Regions from separate parts of the Columba livia genome. Here region 1 is linked to region 2. Evidence: chromatin contacts called from public Hi-C data. All regions are on one chromosome and are shown on one strand. The core of a region is the stretch at or near the end of the contact, and the rest is flanking DNA. Distances in the headings are between cores, read along the strand shown. Region 1 overlaps ZDHHC17 (zinc finger DHHC-type palmitoyltransferase 17). Region 2 has its middle 18 kb from the start of ZDHHC17.

The links. Hi-C and Micro-C count contacts between places; a contact is called where the count stands out from the background.
Region 1: a contact with region 2 is called in a Hi-C map of liver, with 2.4 times the contacts expected there. The contact joins two enhancer-like sites.

The regions. Positions count from the first base shown.
Region 1 is chr1:158,257,850-158,261,989 of bColLiv1.pat.W.v2, forward strand. All of the region lies in intron 10 of ZDHHC17 (zinc finger DHHC-type palmitoyltransferase 17), which reads left to right. Among named protein-coding and RNA genes, the nearest start is that of CSRP2, 36 kb to the right of the region's middle. Within about 2 kb of position 1,407, at least 1 of the 3 cell types and tissues checked has an H3K27ac peak away from gene starts, as active enhancers do.
Region 2 is chr1:158,188,178-158,192,084 of bColLiv1.pat.W.v2, forward strand. No RefSeq gene overlaps it. Among named protein-coding and RNA genes, the nearest start is that of ZDHHC17, 18 kb to the right of the region's middle. Within about 2 kb of position 2,219, at least 1 of the 3 cell types and tissues checked has an H3K27ac peak away from gene starts, as active enhancers do.

The DNA.
Region 1 (4,140 bases), core at 157-2,656, 69 kb after region 2:
AGATTTTCCTCAAAACTGGCTTATAGTAGTCTGTGAAACTTCCTGTGCTTTACCAATTTCTTAAGCAACTCTATAAAATATGCTGTGACTTTGAGGTGACAAAGTGTAATTGACATTTTAGACACTGCTTTTCTGAAAAGCAGTGAGTAATTTCATGGTTCCAGCTTTATAGTTAGTTCTTTGAAAAATTTTAATTGCATTTCATTTCATACAAACTGTAAATATATTCACTGTATTTTCAGTTTTTGAGGATGTGTGTATTAACAACACTAATGATAGACATTCTGCATATGCCCATCTTTTTATGGTTTTTGACTGTCTACCTAGATATGAACTTTTCGTACTCACAGGGGTACAAATTTATTCAGAGTTCACTGAAGAATGTCAGTTATCCACCTTAAGGAAATAGATTAAATTTTTTAGGCAACTTTCTTGGGTGTTGTAATACAATACCCAAGAAAATGAAATAGAAAATTAATGTTTTATTATATGTTTGATACAGTTCTTCCAGTTGTAGATAGTTGAAATGAACTTAATATTTATGATGGATGTTGGTTTGACTTTTCTAAAACCCGTTTTTCTTTTCATCCTCAAAGGAATTACCATGAACTAGGAAAGTAGCAATGCAACCCTTTTTTCATCTTATTAAGCTGTTCTCCGACCTTAGCTAAAAGAGCCTGATGTTTTTGGGTTGAGAACAGAGATGAGACCCTGCTTCCATGCTGCCTTTGTCTTCCATGCTGACAGTCTTTGCAAAGGTGCTGCTGTGAGTAATACCAGTCCCACGTGGCTGGAGATGACTGCTATTTCAAACTAAAACAAACAAAACAAACTTAAAAATCTAGCAGCTGTTAAGTAAAAAAAAAATAAAATAATATCAATGTTAGCATGAATATGTCTTGAAAGAGTTACTTAGAAATGCTGGTCCTGCTACCCATCTCTGACCTGATTTCCTGTCTTTTTACTCAATTAAATTTACTAGTAACTGCAGAATGAGGAAAGCGCGTACAAAATGAATATGAAAAGCATTTTAGAAAGCAGTAGTTTAAAACGGAAGTGTATTTTCCAGCTTTTATGCAAGGGAGTGGAGCTGCATAAACATGTCCTACCACTAGACTAAAATTGCTTTTCTGTTCTTTTCATTAAGAAAAGCGAACTTTTGGCAAATAGTAAAATACAAATTTCTGTGGCGGTTATAACTGCGTGATATCCCTTTTGAATCTCATCTCTCTGTACCTTGGAGGTTTTCTTTAGAAAATCACATTTGCTAATGCTGCCCCATGTTTTGGGTTGTGAATGTTGAGCTACTGTGGAATGCTTTTTCATGCTAATGTAACATCAGCTTGAGACACATCTAGGAATGTGCACAGCTTTAAATCAGAGTCCTTGACCATATTAAAATGTCTGCCCAGCCAACACAATTGATGACGATCTCTATTTTGATGTAGAAAGCTGTCCCTTAAGGCTGCCGAATTGTTAGATTTTAATCCTGAAGCTTGTATTTTTCTTCATATTTGTACCGTGTTGCTTAGATTTTTATGTCTGGTAGCCGTTCTGCTTAATGTAACTTGAAGTTAGTTTCTTTTGTTTTTTGGGGCTTTTTCTTGGTTTACAGAATAATGTTCATTGTCCACTGGAAGTAGTAACCATAGACAGTTATTTACCCTAATAAAGCCTAACTTCAGAATGTCAATAAAATAATGTACTGCTTCTGTATTTTAAGGTAGGTACCTCAAAACCTTTTCAACAGCCTTTTTGTACACAGAAGTAGTAGTCTAAAAACTTTGGTTACTAATTGCTTTCATTAGAGCTGACACAATTCTCTGTGACAAGCAGTTTCAGAGACTTACTGCTTGAGGCCATCTTCCTTTAATTGATGATTTTTAATTGGAAGTCTTTGTAATAAGATTCTAAATTCATTCTTCTTCTGGAAAATTGCCCTGTAGCTTTATTGGGGGAAAAAAAAAAAAAAGGAATCGCATGCCTGCTCTATTTTTATAGCATGAGGCACAGCATTGTGGTTGGAGAAAGGGTTCTTTTATTTTTACAGCTTTATATGATTACTTGTGATAGACCAGAGTACTACTTTATACTCTGTAATATTCAAGTGGTGAAACTTGGCCTGGTAGTTTTTACGAATTCTGACCATCTTCTGCTCCGGAAAAAAAGTTTCTAAGCTTAAATAGCTATCACTAATTGCATTATTGAAACTTTGTATTGTAAGTAATACAAAAGTCTTAATTGCTGCAAGTGTTACTTTAGTATTCAGGTGTTTGGTAAGAATTTTCTTGCAGATATTCTGAAGGTGTCTGGAAGAACATCTGGTCTTCCGAGATTAATCCTAATGAGACAGAAAAGGGCAGTTGAAACAATGTGTCATAAAGAACAAACAAAACCAAAGATTAGCAGTGTGGTTTCTTGAATTTCAGGGTGATCATATGAAAACTAAGTATAAATTCTAAGGCTAATGATATGTCTTCTAAAAGACCAAGCTTGAGAGTAAATTCAAACAGTTTAGATAGTTCTAGTGTACTGACTTTTCGTAAATGTTTCCATTCTGTTTGATTTTTCTCAGCAGCTTCTGACTCTGGTATATTTGTTAAAATAGAAATCCTATTCTTGCTGGGAATGAGGAAGTTATGATCTGTGAATTTATAGGTATATGAGTCTATGGTCTAAACCTTCCCTGCCACTGTTGTGCTGCTGTATTATTGCTTCCCCTTTATCTGTATTTTACCCATAAGAAAGGACAGTTATGTGTTGCCCTGTTAGTGTATTCTAATCTTCTGCGGTTTGCAGAATGGGGGGGGAACCCTCAAAAATCCTGCACACTAAATCACCATATCTTAATTTAGTTTTATTTTTCAAGTAAACAAAAAGATTTGAAATTACACTTTTAATAACATGAGACTAGAATTTCACATTTCATTATCTTTCATTAGCCTTTATAGGTAGAATTCTCTCTTGTGTCCTGTAAAAGTCCAGGGCACAAGTACCGAGTTCATATCTCAGTTGTTCACACAGTCTTTTCAGTTCCAGCTGAACAAATAGTGCCTGTTGTGTCAGATGGTTCTTATACTGCTCTGTTTTTGTAAGATGTCAGGGTTTGCTGTAACTCAAAATATTCACAGTAGGGTTGGTTTTTTTTTGTTGTTCTACCATTTCCATTTGGTGCAAATGGGAGTGTGCAGCTTTCATTAATTAAACTTTTTTGATACCGCATACTACTTGCAGTACTGATGTAATGAGATGGTGCAAACCAGCTTATATTTTTAAATAATTTGTTATTGACTAATACTTGATTATCTTATTTCAAATATACTTCATGTATTGATGGCTTTTAGATGAAGGAAAACAAACACTACACACTTTTTCAATTCGGGATCATTGTAAAAATTGGGTGTAAGAGAATTCATGATGATTTTCATGCTGTCACACAGGTGTTACAATAACGTAGTGTTTCAAAAATTGTAACAAGCCAATTGGTACAATTAAGCAGTTAAAAACAAACAAAAAAAACAAAACACATTCATATTACAAAAACTAGATTCATAAACTTTTTCTAAACTAAAAAAGAAAAGCAAAACCAAATATAAGAGGTGGAGGAGGTGGCAGTGAATTATTATTTTTTGCAAGTTAAGGAATTTTCTTTGATAGATTGAAAATGGAGGTAGAGAGCTTTTGCAGAGGTTCAATGGGTGGAAAATGGCTTTTGTCTAATAAATACCTAGTCAAATGAGGCTGCTTCTGTAGTTATCTGCTCTTATCTACCTGGACTCCTGGATCCAGATGTGCAGCTGTGGTGAACTGGTAGGTTCCTTAGTATGTATTGATCTTTGACAGCTTACACTGGATGCAGATTTTTCTCTCTAGGAGAAAAGGACTTAATTACTGGATCTGTAGTTAGTGGAAAGGAGCATCTTTGTATATCATGTGCACTTTGGCTTGGTTTCAGATTCTTGTATGATTGTGTAGCTGTGATAGCAGCAATTTGCATGTGTCTGAGCTGTTCTAAATAGGCTGCAGTTCAGGATGAAAAATTCATTTATCACATGTTTACCTCACTCATGGGTTGTGGAGTGCTTGCTGGGGTTTAATTTTCTTTTTAATGAAATGGTCTTTTTGTTTCCAAGTGGTTTC
Region 2 (3,907 bases), core at 969-3,468:
TAAAACAGGTGAAAAGCAAGCTAATTAGAAAGCACTTTTCCTAGTCTTTCAGACTCTATTCAGATGGAAAGCTTAACTTTCAGGCTACAACCTACTCCTTTCATATTCAGTCCCGTACTTTCCTTGTTGTATTGTTAAGTTTTTTCTTGTTATTTCAGTGACATGCAGTACATCTAACAAGCTTTTAAATGCAGATTTCTTTCTGTGGTTCTGAGTAGAAGTCATTTTCAGAACAAAAGTAAGTCCTTGAGGAAATGTGGCATCAGCTTCTTTGTCTACCCCATCAATTATTTGTTCCCCTTCCCCTAAGCAAACATACACCTCTCTTTAAAACTCAGATCTGGTGGAACAGGACTACCTCCAACTGGGGATATGGGATTTACTAAATCCAGAACCAGTATTAAATATCTGCTGGTGCTAATTACTGCTCCCCAGTGGGATAACATAGCACTGACTCCCCTATTGCTATGTAAGATTACTCAGTAAATTTGCTTGGTGAATTTGCTGAAGTAAATAATCTAAAGTACAAGTGTGTTTATTCAATGACAAGCAAGTTACTTGATGATACAATGGTGAAATTGTTCAAAACTGAATAAACAGAGGAATGAAATTACAATATCTCTTGATATTCCTTGACATTTTTGAGATTAAAAAAATGAAATTTTCAAGTCCTTATAATAAAACTAACCTCTTCTACAGCATTATCCTGGCCTGTGGTTCAGTTACTGGAGTGATACTTCATCTTTGCTTGTGACCACAACTTAAATCTAAGATAGACTTGCTTGAACTGTTCCTTACAAGTGAAAATATTGCCTCCATCAGAGAAGGCTGGCATTTCATTGCAGGTGCAGGTGGAAAATGGATTGTTTGTGCACTGATTCTATTTCTCTTTTTCTGTACTTCCAACAGGCAAGGGAAGCAGAAAGTAGCCTAGAATCAGGTTGGACTGTTTGAGTCTTAAACTTTCATATTTTCAAATGTGGAGAACTGGAAAGGGACTCTGAACTTTTAGCTACTAGCAAAGGTTATCTGGCTAGAATTTGATTGGAGCTGGAACTAGACGTGTTGGAAGGAGGGTGTTGCCAGCAAGGCAGGAGAGTATCCTTTGAGCTGGACAGTCTTTGGACTAGGTTTTGGGTGAACACTAGGGTAGACTACTTAGATGAATTTAAGTCACAGACTGGCAGGGTATGATGGCCTAAGGTGAAGTTGGAGTTTATTATTTCACTTTTACACATTGAAGGCCAAAGGCTGTGGCTGTAGATAGAAGGAGAGAGTAAACTAGCTCTGAGCTGGCTTAATTTCACTGGGTAGGGTCCGTATACTTTACTGTTAAAACATAGGTTTGCAGAGGGCTCTAGTAGGAAGTTTTCCTGACCCCAAATGACCAGTGAGGTGATTGGAGAAGGGATACAGGCCCTGGGTCAGGCATAGGGATGGTGCAGTAGTCCCTACATTGATCATGAGACCAGGCCAGGGTTTTGGGACCAAAGCACAAATCTCCCACTCTCTTGCCAGGCTTCTGGGAGTGCTGCAGCTCTGGGGTCTGGCCTTGAACAGGAAAGCAAGCGACAAATGAGGGAGAGCAATTTCTTGTATATGTCCCTAAATTTTTGCTCCTTATTCCTGATATCCTCTATTATAGGGGATATTTGGCAGTGGCATGGCCAGGGATGGACAGAGAGAAAGGTCTGTGGATCCAGTTTCTCAGATATGCAGTAGATTTGACACAACTAGAGGTAGGTCAGGACCACAATCTGACAGACTTCTTGGGTTGCTCTGGTTGCCGTATCTTGCTCACATTCCAATGGCTAAAGTAATTGCCAGATCTGGGGTTTAGTTAAGGATTAAGTTTTTCTTTTGTGTCAGATTGGCAGAGGCTGAGCAGCTTTTGCTTTCCTGCAGGGCATGGTGTAGGGTCCATCTGCTAAAAATTTTCCAGGGATGTTTCAGCTAATGGCAGTGTTGTGTGTCTCTTCTGTTCTCTTTTAAAGTGATGCCGTGGTGTAATTTTTGAGGCTTTTTGCCTTTTGGACCAGTGGCCTTGCAATTGTTACACGGTCTCAGAGACTGCTTTATAGTATAAGATATAGGTGGGGGTGCAGGTACTCTGAGAATCCATCTGAGTCTACTGTCAATGCCATCACAGTGTGATCACAGGGAATTGGATTCAATGACCCAGAGGCTCCTTTGCAGTCCCACCTTCTGCCTCACCCCCTGCGAGCTCGGACAACTCATGTGTCCCCCTTTCCATCTAATTTTCCTGTTTCTCTGCTGCTCTTAAATCTTCTTATCTTTAGATATGTTTCTTTATCTGCTTATGAGACTACCTTAAAGTCTAAACAGAATCTTTCCAAAATAAGTGAATACAGTTAATAATACCATCTTTTGAAATTATACTATTCTGATAATGCTCACTCATATCTTCCTATTCATGCATTAGCTTTGGACCCAACATTTCCACAAACTGCTGGAGCTGGAGATGAATCCTTCATATAGCTTGGAAGTTGTGATTATATGTTTTCAGATGAAACATGGCATTGTTTCAAACATAAACCACTTGAAGGCAACGGCCATTTAAGTTGGGTCAGAACCACTGAGGCAAAGTGAGGAGAGAGGATGTTAGTGAAAATAATGTGTTTTTAATCTTCAAAATCTCATGAAACACTGAGCCTAGAAGGCAAACTGCTGTGTATCTTTGCAAAGCTAGACTGGATGACTAGCCTTCTAGTGGCATATGGCATTGATTTCTGTTCTTAGTGATCCTGAGTCATCAATAGTCAATGGTTTTTCAAATCCAGCAAACACACAGGCCTTTTTCTGGACAGGACAGGATGTTTTCTGCATCTCAAGTATCTTTAACCACTTACTGGATGTCATCCAGCCTTGGTGAAACAAGGACTAGCCAGTAGGAATACACAGAACTTTAAATAAAAAGGGTTTGTTCTCCTGCTGTGGGAGAGTAAGAAATGCAGACATAGCTATATAAGAGGAATTGTCTGCATGAGGCTTTCTTCTCAAAGGCTTACATGGGGAGCGTAAAGCTCCTCTTAAACACTCACTTCTTAGGCAATGGCACTAATGGCACACTGTGCACAGAGTCTTCAGTTTTAATAGCAGCTGCTTGGGTAACAAGAAGGTTCTGTTGCCTGATTTTCTAATCCTGCCTGCATTGTTTTTGGAAATGTCCTTTCTGTGCAAAGCCCTGGGGAAGAAAGTAAATTCTTTTCCATTTTTGAGTGCCTGGGATTTGTGAATACTAGAAACAGGCCAAAGCCTCGATACTATTCTTGACATTTCAAAGTCGACTAAGCTGAAAATCAAATACTGCTTAATGACAGAGAAAGAAAAGATTATGGCTAGTATTTCCCTCCAGATGCATGAGACTCTGTGGCTTCCTTGTTCCCTTGCCCAGCCCGCAGGCTGTATACATCTGGTGGGAGAAGATTTAGTGCAACTCGAAAACTGAAGAGCTGTGACTTTGTGATTAACAAACACTTGACAAAAAAGAAAAAAATGTTTCAAGAGATGATGGGTGAGAAATGCCCCTATTCTTTCCCCAGCCACCTCTCTTTTTCTCCTCTAGTACCCTCCTTTCTCTGTGTTTTACTGCCCATTTTAATTGTTTCTTTGTCATTTTCTCTCCTCTTTATTGACTCAGATTCTTTTCTTTCCATGCACGGGTCTTTTTTCTGGTTTCTCATGTAACCCCCACCACCCCGTAATCTACCCCTTCATTTTGTGCCTTGTCTTAGTCTGTTCCTCTTTTCATTTCTCAACCTATTTGTTAAGATTTCTGCCAACTTAAGACAAGGCTACTGGCATAGAGAAGGACCTGGCTTCACTCCTTAGATGAGCTCTGCAAGCAACAAACAATCTGGGACATCAACAGGCTACGGTAATCTTC